Regions from separate parts of the Sus scrofa genome. Here region 1 is linked to region 2. The links are chromatin contacts, called in public Hi-C maps. All regions are on one chromosome and are shown on one strand. Each heading gives the region's core, a stretch centred on a gene start, on an enhancer-like site or on the middle of the called end of the contact. The rest is flanking DNA. Distances are from core to core; before and after follow the strand shown. Region 1 has its middle 290 kb from the start of GATA6. Region 2 has its middle 190 kb from the start of GATA6.

Evidence for each region. Hi-C and Micro-C count contacts between places; a contact is called where the count stands out from the background.
Region 1: a contact with region 2 is called in a Hi-C map of heart right ventricle, with 5 times the contacts expected there. The contact joins two enhancer-like sites. A contact is called at or near these places in 2 of 47 Hi-C or Micro-C datasets (fetal heart ventricle and heart right ventricle).

What each region holds. Positions count from the first base shown.
Region 1 is chr6:107,573,965-107,578,977 of Sscrofa11.1, reverse strand. No RefSeq gene overlaps it. Among named protein-coding and RNA genes, the nearest start is that of GATA6, 290 kb to the right of the region's middle. Within about 2 kb of position 1,932, at least 21 of the 83 cell types and tissues checked have an H3K27ac peak or open chromatin away from gene starts, as enhancers often do.
Region 2 is chr6:107,467,132-107,472,212 of Sscrofa11.1, reverse strand. No RefSeq gene overlaps it. Among named protein-coding and RNA genes, the nearest start is that of GATA6, 190 kb to the right of the region's middle. Within about 2 kb of position 1,567, at least 5 of the 83 cell types and tissues checked have an H3K27ac peak or open chromatin away from gene starts, as enhancers often do.

The DNA of each region.
Region 1 (5,013 bases), core at 683-3,182, 110 kb before region 2:
ATTGTACATGCATTAACGGCACTTAGAGTTACTTTAACTTTTATACTAAGACCCATTTTCCAGGCCCTGGGCAGTAAGAAACACGTAGTATGCATTGTTCAACTTGATCTCTTTGTGGAGCGATTGCCATGGAAGGTCACAGTTCCTTCAGAAGAATGGTAAATTTTCCTCCCTGACACTTTGATTGTGTAAACCTAGAAGAAAAATTCATTGTTACTTGCTAGGTGTACACCCATTCATGGCTGCAAAGATGTGTTCTTTCATTCTGGAACTGCAGTTGGCAACTTTAAAAAGAAAAAATATCCAGATAATAAATATTTTTGGCTTTGTTGGCTACAGATAATCTCTGTCGCCTGTTTGATTTTTTTTTTAGCAATTCTTTACAAATGTAAGAACCATTCCTACATAAGCCTTGCAAAAATGGGTTGCAAGCCAGATTTTGCCCAGAGGTCATGATTTGCCAACACCTCACCAAGTTTGGATAGGCCAGAGGGTCTCAACCAGGGATGACCTTAACCCCCACAGGACATGTGGTGATGTCTGAAGATAATTTTGACTGTCATGATTGGAAGGGTACAGCTTGCATCCAGTGAGTAGAGGCCAGGGCTGCTGCTAAACATCTTACAATGCATAGGACAACCCCTGCCATAAAGAATATTCTGGTCCAAAATGTCAATACTACATAAATTGAAAACTCTGGCATAGAGGAGTGAGTTTCCTCCTTTGCCAATAATGGGAAAGATTCTAGAGGCCTCTCACAGGGATCTGCAGAGGCCCCAGGGCATGTACCCTTCATAAGACTATTCCCCTGTGGACATAAAATGTATTTTTGTTCTTCAGGAAAACTGAAGCAGTTGCAAATGCCTTGATGAGTTAGGGGACTATCCTGAAATTCAAGGTCACAGGCAAGGAAGTTCTTCTGGGGACAGTGGTGCTGGTGTGTGGATCCAGGTAGCCCTTTGCCCCTGCTCTGCTGCCTTTCACAGCTGGGGGCAGACTGAGACAGAAGTTGTCCTGGAGACAGAAATCACCTGATAAGGTGTCCTGGTGGGTCCTTACTGATCCAGCAGCACAGCATGACTAACAATGAAGCTCAAATCTATACTTTCTGATAGCCCTGCTGCAGACTAAAAACCATTTCAGCTAATTTCAGAATCCATGATATATTTGTGAGTGTGTATGCATGTAATATGTGTTGAGTTTTTTTGTTTGTTTGTTTGCTTTTTAGGGCTGCACCCATGACATATGGAAGTTCCCACGCTAGGGGTTGAATTGGAGCTACGGCTGCTGGCCTATGCCACAGCCACAGCAACAGGGATCTGAGCCATGTCTTGGACCTATACTACAGCTCACGGCAATGCTGGACCCCTAACCCACTGAGCGAGGCCAGGGATCAAACCCATAACCTCATGGATCCTAGTCAGGTTAACCGCTGGGCCACATAGGGAACTCCCGAGAGGCATCTTTATGTATCTAACGATGCTTTAATTAAGCTGATATTCAAATTAGCTTAAATCCTCAGCGTCCCTGGGAGATGCAGCTTATGGAGCAGCAGATGATGGGGGAAAGACAGTCCATGATTAAAACGTCACATGGGATAAATGCCAAAGCAGAGGTCCCACCCTGGGAGAGTTATGAATTGACTGCACCCCTTCTCATCTCCACCCCCTCAATCATTGCTGATGGGCAGAGGGAAACCATTTTCTGCCATCTGGTTTTTGCAAAAGTCAGGCAGTAAGCTCCCTGGGACAGGGATCTTATCTTGTGTAGTTCAAGAATGAGCACATGGCTGTGTACACTCCACAAGCCCTATTAGTACTGAACGCAATCATAAAAATAGCCCAAACGTGGAGATGTGATAACGCCCCACAGTCAGCCTTAGTCATCGTGTCCGAAGGGCAGTGGGTTCCCCAGGCTGGTGCCTTACGTCCTACAGACAAGCACCTTGGCTGATAAGGCGGCGGCCTATTGTAAGACTCACACAGTAGTTCCCAGGATCCTGGAAAAACAGCAGTTCAATCACAACTTTTTTTCCCCTGGTGTTTGACTTTGGCACCGAGTTCTTTTCAAATGAGAACTATGCCAAACATCTTGTCCTAACCCTTCTACTCAGCAAGTATGCGAACAAGCTCTCTGTAGCATGCCAGGCACAGGGTGTGTGTGCAGGGGGAGTTCTGGTGGGAGGCTGCGAGGAGCAGAATGCTTTCTCTGTGGGCAGGAACCGGCTCTGGGCAGCATCTAGAAGCAGGGCAGAATGATCAGTGCCCAGGGCACAGTGAGGCCTGCCCAGCTCAGGCAGCACTGGATGGAGGGTCTGTGCCTCCAGGGCCCCAGGCCAGGCCTGCCTGTGATTTTCGGGGTTGGCAGGCGCTGGTGTTTCCTCCCCCGAGAAAAGTGCGCAGACATTAGGGGAATGTCTCATTGTTGTGGCATCTGGATCTGAATTCTCCTCTGGGACCAGCTAGGAAATAGCTGGAGCCCACAGGAGAAAGCTCACGTATGGAGGGTGTGTTTGCCTATAAATATTCGAATGTGTGTGCAGTCACACATTTGCAGGGTGCTAGGATGGCTATGGGATGGACACAGCGGTCTGTGTCTGGAGGAAGATCTTGCACACTGGATGTCCTAAGGAAGAAGTCCTCCTCCCGAGCAGGTAAATCCTTTCCCTCCTGGGCTCAGGGGGAAGCTGGGCCTGCACCAGGACAGAGAGAAGCTTCCCCAGCACCAGCCATCCCAGTTCCCAGCCAGCTTCTGGGGCTCCAACCCTCTGCACCAAGACCGTCCATCTCCCACTGCAGGAAAGGCATCGTTCTTCATTCCCAGGGCAAATTGTTCCTAGGAAAGAGCAGAATCTTAGAAGGAAATCACATCATCGCGAGGGGAGAGCCAGTTCCTTTGTACTATTTTTCAGGGCTGCCTTTGGAGCCAATAATCTGTCATTCCTTGAATAAACAAGCACCTTATCATATCACAAACATTTATTTAACCCTTTTCTCCTGCACTTTTACCAGCAGGGAGAAGGAAAGCGGTTAGCAGGGCGGCCGGAGCCCTGTGGCAGAAATGCCAAATTCCCTGAACGTTACACCCAATCTGTAAAGTGTCAGCCAGCCCTTCTCTCTGTCTTCATAAAACGCTGGAGCCGGTCACCCAGACTCACGGTCCGCATTCCCACTACTCTTCCCATCCCCCCCCCAACCCCTGTCCATTAATACCCCTCACCCTTTTGCAGACAGGCCCTTAATTCCATCCAAATGGAGTCTGGACTAATTTGTTAGGTTCTTTAGGGGGTTGGTGAGGGAAATAGAAGCGGGGGCCTGGGGGGAGCAGGCAAGGGAGTATTTACATTTCTCCTTTGCATGACAGTCCGAGTGATGGACAGAGCTGGGGAGACCAGCATTTTTTAATGTGTGTGTGATTTTTTAAAAGGGATATTCTTTGGCTCTGACATCACCAGAAAATGGAATGAGCAAAGTATGTAAATTTCTCCAAGCTCCCACAATATCCATTTTCTCTCAGTGGATGGATTTTATTTTCTTTTCTGGTGTTGCTCCCACACAATGGGGCCAAATCTTGTTCAGGACAAAGAAACATATAAATAGAACATGCATGTGGTATGCAAGGGAACTCTTGGAGAAAGACTGTGTGGAAAGGCGTCTGGGGCTGCCAGGGGGAGCCATGGGGTCTCGGCCAAAGGGCTTGACAGGCAGATGTCTGCTTGTCCCTAATGTTACAAGTCAGAAATTTCACAACCGTTCTCACTCTTAGGGGAAACACTAAGAAACCCTAGGATGAGTGTAAGTGTAAAAGGAGAATGTGAAGTAGGTATGTGTGAGTATGAACAAGGCCATGTGTGCTGGATGTAAGATGACGATAAGCCAAATTAAGAGGCTAAACATGCTTTGTAGCGCTGATGGAGCAAGTTTTCTTTCTCCTTCATTACGAAGGATGCTAAATCAGATGCCATCTCTCACACTGCAGCATCTCAGTGGCTATCGGGGACCAGCCGAAACTTTCATCAAACATGCTTTCCTGTATGAAGCACTGGCAATTGTCTTAGTGTCAATCATGCGCCAACCAAGCCCTCCAGTCTCATAACCACACACTACAGCTCCAGCCAAAAAGACTTTTATCAGCGCAAGTTTGAACAAACTAATGTGTGTAGGCCCTGAGCGGTTATTTTTGTTTCCAAGTCTGGACATAGAATCACTTGTTCAGTTTCCTGCTGGGTTATATCAAGTGGTTTTAACATGTAAATCTCTGATAAGGAAACTGACTAATTTATGTAGGTTGCCATCTGAGTAGCTGTCACTAGGGCCTTCATTTTTTCCCCCAGCTTCCTTTATTCTTTCTCAGTTATTACTGTCATTGCCATTACTGGTACTATCAAGCACGTCCTTATTTATTATATGTTTGGAATGTGTTCTTATGCTAAAAATGCTTTAAAAACAAACAAAAGACTCTGCATCCCTGAAGTTTATATGGGCGTTCTGTTGGCTTGGAAGTCTATGCTTTTCAACCTGCATGTAAAATAAACCTACCTCTCAGTCCCCTTCAAGTAACGTCCTCGACAATTAGGAGATTGTTAATTTTTAAATTAGAATATAAAAAAAGTAATACTAAACTACTTCTGATTCCTGAATATACCTTAAGCAGCCTCCCCGGACTTCAGCCTGTGGAGCTTCACCACCTCTCAGTAGAGATCCTACAAGCTGCTTGAGCACCAGTTTCCAAAACCCACTCAGATTGCAACCCACAGGCACATTGGTCCCTGTGGGTGTTTCCATTCAGTAGCTTGATCAAAGAAGCAGGTATTTTCAAAGCATTATTAATTCTGCACCCCAAAGCACAGACTGGGGTAGACTGAAATAATACAATTTTATGTCAGTGCCGCTATAATATAATCCAATGTCTGTGCCGCTCTCACACCCAGCAGCAAACCCAGCCTTAGCCAAGTCTGGAGCCGCCCTCAGACCTGAGAACTGGGGCCCAGTCTCGAAGGACCCAGAGTCACCG
Region 2 (5,081 bases), core at 318-2,817:
CAATAAACAGAAAGTTTGGAAATGGATTTTAAATAAAACTATTTTAATTTAAAAATATTCTCAAAACTATTGACTGCAAGAAAATGTATCAAATGGTAATAGTGGTTCCCTATAGGCATTTCTCTTTCTTTTTGCCTGTTCATTTTTCCTGTGTTTTAGTTCACGAGCTTGATTATTTGAAAACCTTTTTCAACCTAAAAGAGTGCATTTACAGTAGAGGCATCTCTGCTATACTTGGACTTACTCCACATAAGTGGTTCATCCATCCAGGTAGTCACCCTGCACATTCTGATTTTGGGTCCAAGCTCATGGCCTAGCACTGCTCTGTTAAGAAAAACACCTATGTGAAGAAACAGTGGGGTACAGCTGCTGGCTTTTCTCAAACCCATTCCCTTCTTTCCTGGCACAAATCAGGATGTCTTCCCTGCATGCGCCATAGGTAGGTGTGTACCTGTGACCAAATTTTAGACAATGGATCTAAGCAGAAGTGGCAGGTATCATTTCCAAAAGGGCCCATGGCAGCCTTTCCACCTGCAGTGCTGCAGGCTTTTCTTACTCCTGCGGGCTTGATGGAAATGCGCTTGGTGATCCCAGAGGCCTCTGGTGCATGAGGAGCCCCAACTTGACAGACATGCCTGCCCATCATCAGTGCACACTGCTCAGAAACTCTCATTTTCTTTCTTTCTTTTTTTTTTTTTTTTTTTTTTTTTTTTTTTTGTCATACCATGGCACACAGACGTTTCCAGGCCAAGGATCAAACCCATGCCACAGCAATGGCAACACCAGATCCTTAACCCGCTGAGCCACCAGGGAACTCCCAGAAACACTCATTTTCAATGTGAGGCAAGCAAGACAGTCAGTTCTAATTATATGAAGCTACCGAGATAGGAGTGTTTGCAAAAAAAGAAAAAGAAAAGAAAAGAAAAAAAAAACCTCTCAACTAAAGGAAAGGGACAGAGATGAGGAATGACAACAAATTCAGTTGGAAAGTACAATAAAAGTCAACTTTGAATAATTGGATCTCTACAGCTATTCCACATCAGTGGTGTTTATATAAGAGTAGTTTCCTCCGAAGTCTTTAGCAACTCATGAATCACGGTGCTTATCCTCACCCAGAGACAGCTCCGGGGACAAGGGAAAGGAGCCTGTGATGGGAGGGAACCCCCACGGGCCCCATGTTCATGTTTCAACCTTTATCCTCGCCCTGGGAAGAAGCAGAATATCATCTCCAGGTGTCCTCCACTATCTTTTCTTCACCCCCACACTCAGCTATTACCAGCACCCCCACCATTCTTAGACACACCCTGCATTTACTATGTGACAACTGAGCAGGTTATTCTGTGTGACTGGCGGAGACATAGCCGCAGGGCTGTCAGAAGACCTGGGCCCCAGGCCCCATGGAGAAACAACCTGGAAGCCGGAATCGAGCCCCTGAATCTCCCTCTGACTGTTTTTCATCCGCAGAACAGACGTCAAGAAGATTATGGGCCACTTACCTCACGGGGCTGTTGTGAAGGGCAGAGTGAGATCATAGGCTTAAATAAGATGCAAGGTATTGTATTTATTTCTAGAACTGGCAGAAATACAAAACTAACTGACTTCCTAGCCTCGAGGAAGTTGCCTGAATAGTGTTTCATATGGACTTTTAGCCCAAGGATTTTGAAGATCCCTCAAACATTTCCTTGCTTTCCCTAAACAAGCCAGCTATGGTCCATCTCTTTGGCCAATGAGAGGTTGCTGTAAATCTACAAATCAGGACCTTGCTTTCAACAGCTACCAATTCCCACACTCATCTGGATACGCTGCATTAGAATGCTCAATAGTTACTACGTTACTAAGTCTCCTACAAAATATTTCCTATTCTTATGTAATGGTAGGAACCCTCATGCTCTTCTCAGAGTCAGTCTCCAATGTTAGAAGGGCTCATCTCTCTTCCTGGGTCACCTTGTTGTTCTTATACATCATTCTTCTCTATCATGTTCTTTGCCTCCACTTTAACACAATGTCCCCAAGTCCTAAAAATGCTCAGCTCACCCACGTCACCGAGAGGCCAGATTTGCAAGGATGCTTGCAGGGGAATACAGGAAGTTCAAATTTGGCTGTGCTATTAAGTGCATTCAGAGGAACACCAGTTCATGGTCACATTCAGTACAGCTGCTTGATGTATTAACTCACATTCAGGAGTCCAAAATTTCATGTGTGGCCGCTTCCTGTTTCCAGTTTTGAAGGAACTTGTCAGGTTTCTCTGCAACTGCACCACAGCTTGAGGTGGTGAAGGTGGCTGGAGAAACGCTCTCCGTTGTTTGAAGGTTGGAACAGGACATTTCTTCACCCTGAGCTTCTGCGAGGCTCTGACAAGCAGACAAGACAGATGAGCCTGGCATGTGGAACAGTTCTCCTCTGTGGGGTTAAGTCCCTTGCAGGGAGAGCAGGACTCTGAACTTGAGGTTGATTCACATGGGCCTATCTTAGCAAAAATTTTTCTCAACAGTCGAGACCTAGAGCTACATGCTGCTGTCTGAGTGTGGGGAGAGGATTTAGAAACGACATTGTGTGGTGCCTACAAGTGGTGCTATTCCATGCTGATTAAGAGTCCAGCCTTTTGCCAAGCCTGTGCCCCTTCAGCTGCCACCATCCAGACTTTATCTGTCCTCAGGGACAGTCCCCAGAGCCCCTGACCCCTGAGGCTCACCACAGTCATTCCCACCCACCCCATCTCTCCTTTTTCAGGGACACCCCAGCAGCTGCAGTCACTTGATATGAGTTTAAGGAGGATGACAGGTTATTAAAGAAAAGACGTGGAGTTCCCATCATGGCTCAGTGGTTAACAACTGGGAACCATGAAGTTGAGGGTTAGATCCCTGGCCTCGCTCAGTGGGTTAAGGATCCGGTGTCATGAGCTGTGGTGTAGGTTGCAGATGCGGCTTGGATCCCGCATTGCTGTGGCTGTGACGTAGGCTGGGGGCTACAGCTCCAATTCGACCCCTAGCCTGGGAACCTCCATATGCCGCGGGAGCGGCCCTAGAAAAGGCAAAAAGACTAAATAAATAAATAAATAAATATTTAAAAAGTAAACAAAAGACTTCATTTCTTGCTACTCATCCTAAGTGGACTTGTCTGTTTCCCTCCTTCCTACACACACGCACGTATGTACCCACACATGGGCATAAGCTGGTGTGCAGAGGAAAAGCCCAGACCTTAACAAAATTACTCCCCTTCTTTGAGTTTCTTTGTCCCTTCCTCAAATTGGAGGTGATGTAACCTATCTAAATGAGGGGCCATTTTGAGGCTGGGGTGCCGAGTTCATACCAAATATCCCCTTCCTAGTAGCTTTTCTCCAAATTATTTAATAGATCTTATGAAATGTCTTGATTGGTTTTGCCACTGACTTTTCCGTATGAAGACATACGAGAGGCAGGAGAGTGTAGGAGTTCAAAGTGCTGCTCTAAATTCATTTCTGTTTCTTTGCTGTGTGGCCCTGGGCAAGGGACATAACCGCTTTCTGACTTCATTTCTTCATCTATAAAATTGGGGATAACAGGGACCCAGCTCACTGACGTGTTGTGAGGATTAAATGAGATCATGTAAGCAGGCCTTCAGCATAGGGCCTGGCCTATCATACATGTCCAGTAAGAATTAGCAGTTTTAATATGATTATTATTGTTATTTATTATCATGGCTGAGCAAGAAGCAGAGGACAATTGACACCACCAGTAGAGATGGGCTCTGAGCGATTTTCATGTGCTGAGGAAAATCCTCCTTTGCCCGTCCCTTCTTACACTGTCCAGTGGGCAGCTGGAGTTGTCTGCCTTGTGGACACTTTATTCTAAGAAGCTTATTCAGTGTGCTGACGGCTTTTGATCTCCCTGATTTTGACTCGTAGAACATCAAGAGGAAAATACTGCGTGATGTGTGTGTCATGATATCGTGGTTTCCTTCTAACAGGAGCAGGAAAGATAATACCATGGGTACTGCAGGCTTGTTGTGTAGCTATCTGAATGGAGGGATCCAAGCCCTAAAACCAACACCATTTACCCAATTGTCTTTGAAGAAAAGTAACTGTTAATCATAAAGTGGAAAGAATCTTTGGGAAAACTTTATCAGTATTATCAGCCTATTAGTTTAACATGGTCTAATCCTTCCCCAGACTATTTACTCAGGCACATTAAGGGCTTCTGGGTTAACCCTCCCCGTACTGTGGGGCTCCAGTTGGGGGCAACCTGTTCTCATTGGCTGTTTTTACCCAGAATGTGAAGGATACACGATCACCTTGTGCAAAGAACAAGAAGAACATTCTGGTGTCAGTGCCAGCAGCTCCCGTGTTTTCACTTCCAGCAAATACCAAGTCCTTCCATCTTTCACCCGCTTATATGTGGAGAGACTGAACAAAACGTTCTGACATGAGCTTGTTTCAAAACGTCTACCAGGGAAGCAACTTGAGAGATTGAGTAGGGAGGCTGTGGGTGTATTACCCTGGTCATGCTTAAGGAACTTGGAAAACAGAGTCCGAAAATGAGGTGGAGGTGGGGAAAATGACGGCAGAGATAACTTGGCAGTGACACAAAAGCGAACCAACAAAACAACAGCACAACCTGAAAGGAGAATTGAAGAGGCTGAGCAGGGAAAGGGGATGTCAGGTTGACAACTTAGCTAGAAATCTGGACACTGTAAGAGACAATTTAGTGCTGGGTCATGCCCTGGGCTGAATTTATTGCTGCTTTCCTTGTTAACTCGCCTCATGTTTAAAGTCAAAACTGCCATGGGGATTTTATCATCTCCATCATGTATGATCTGCCTTAAAATACGAACCCCGAAGGAAGTCTCCTCCGCTCTGAGGTTTCTTACCCTAAGCGGCAGGATGATGCGCTTCCCATCAAAGAGGGAAAAGCAGAGGATTTAAGGATGCTGAGGTAGATATTTTTTAGGTAGTGGATTTGAAAGGAGGTTCTGAATTCGGCCTGTGCTCTGAGAAATCAGCGAGGCAGGGAGGAGGAGGGAGTGGGCTGGCCTGAGGGACGATGGCAGGGACACAGGTGAGGGTGGACACGTGGAGGCCAGTAAAGGAGTAGGGCGGAGCGCGC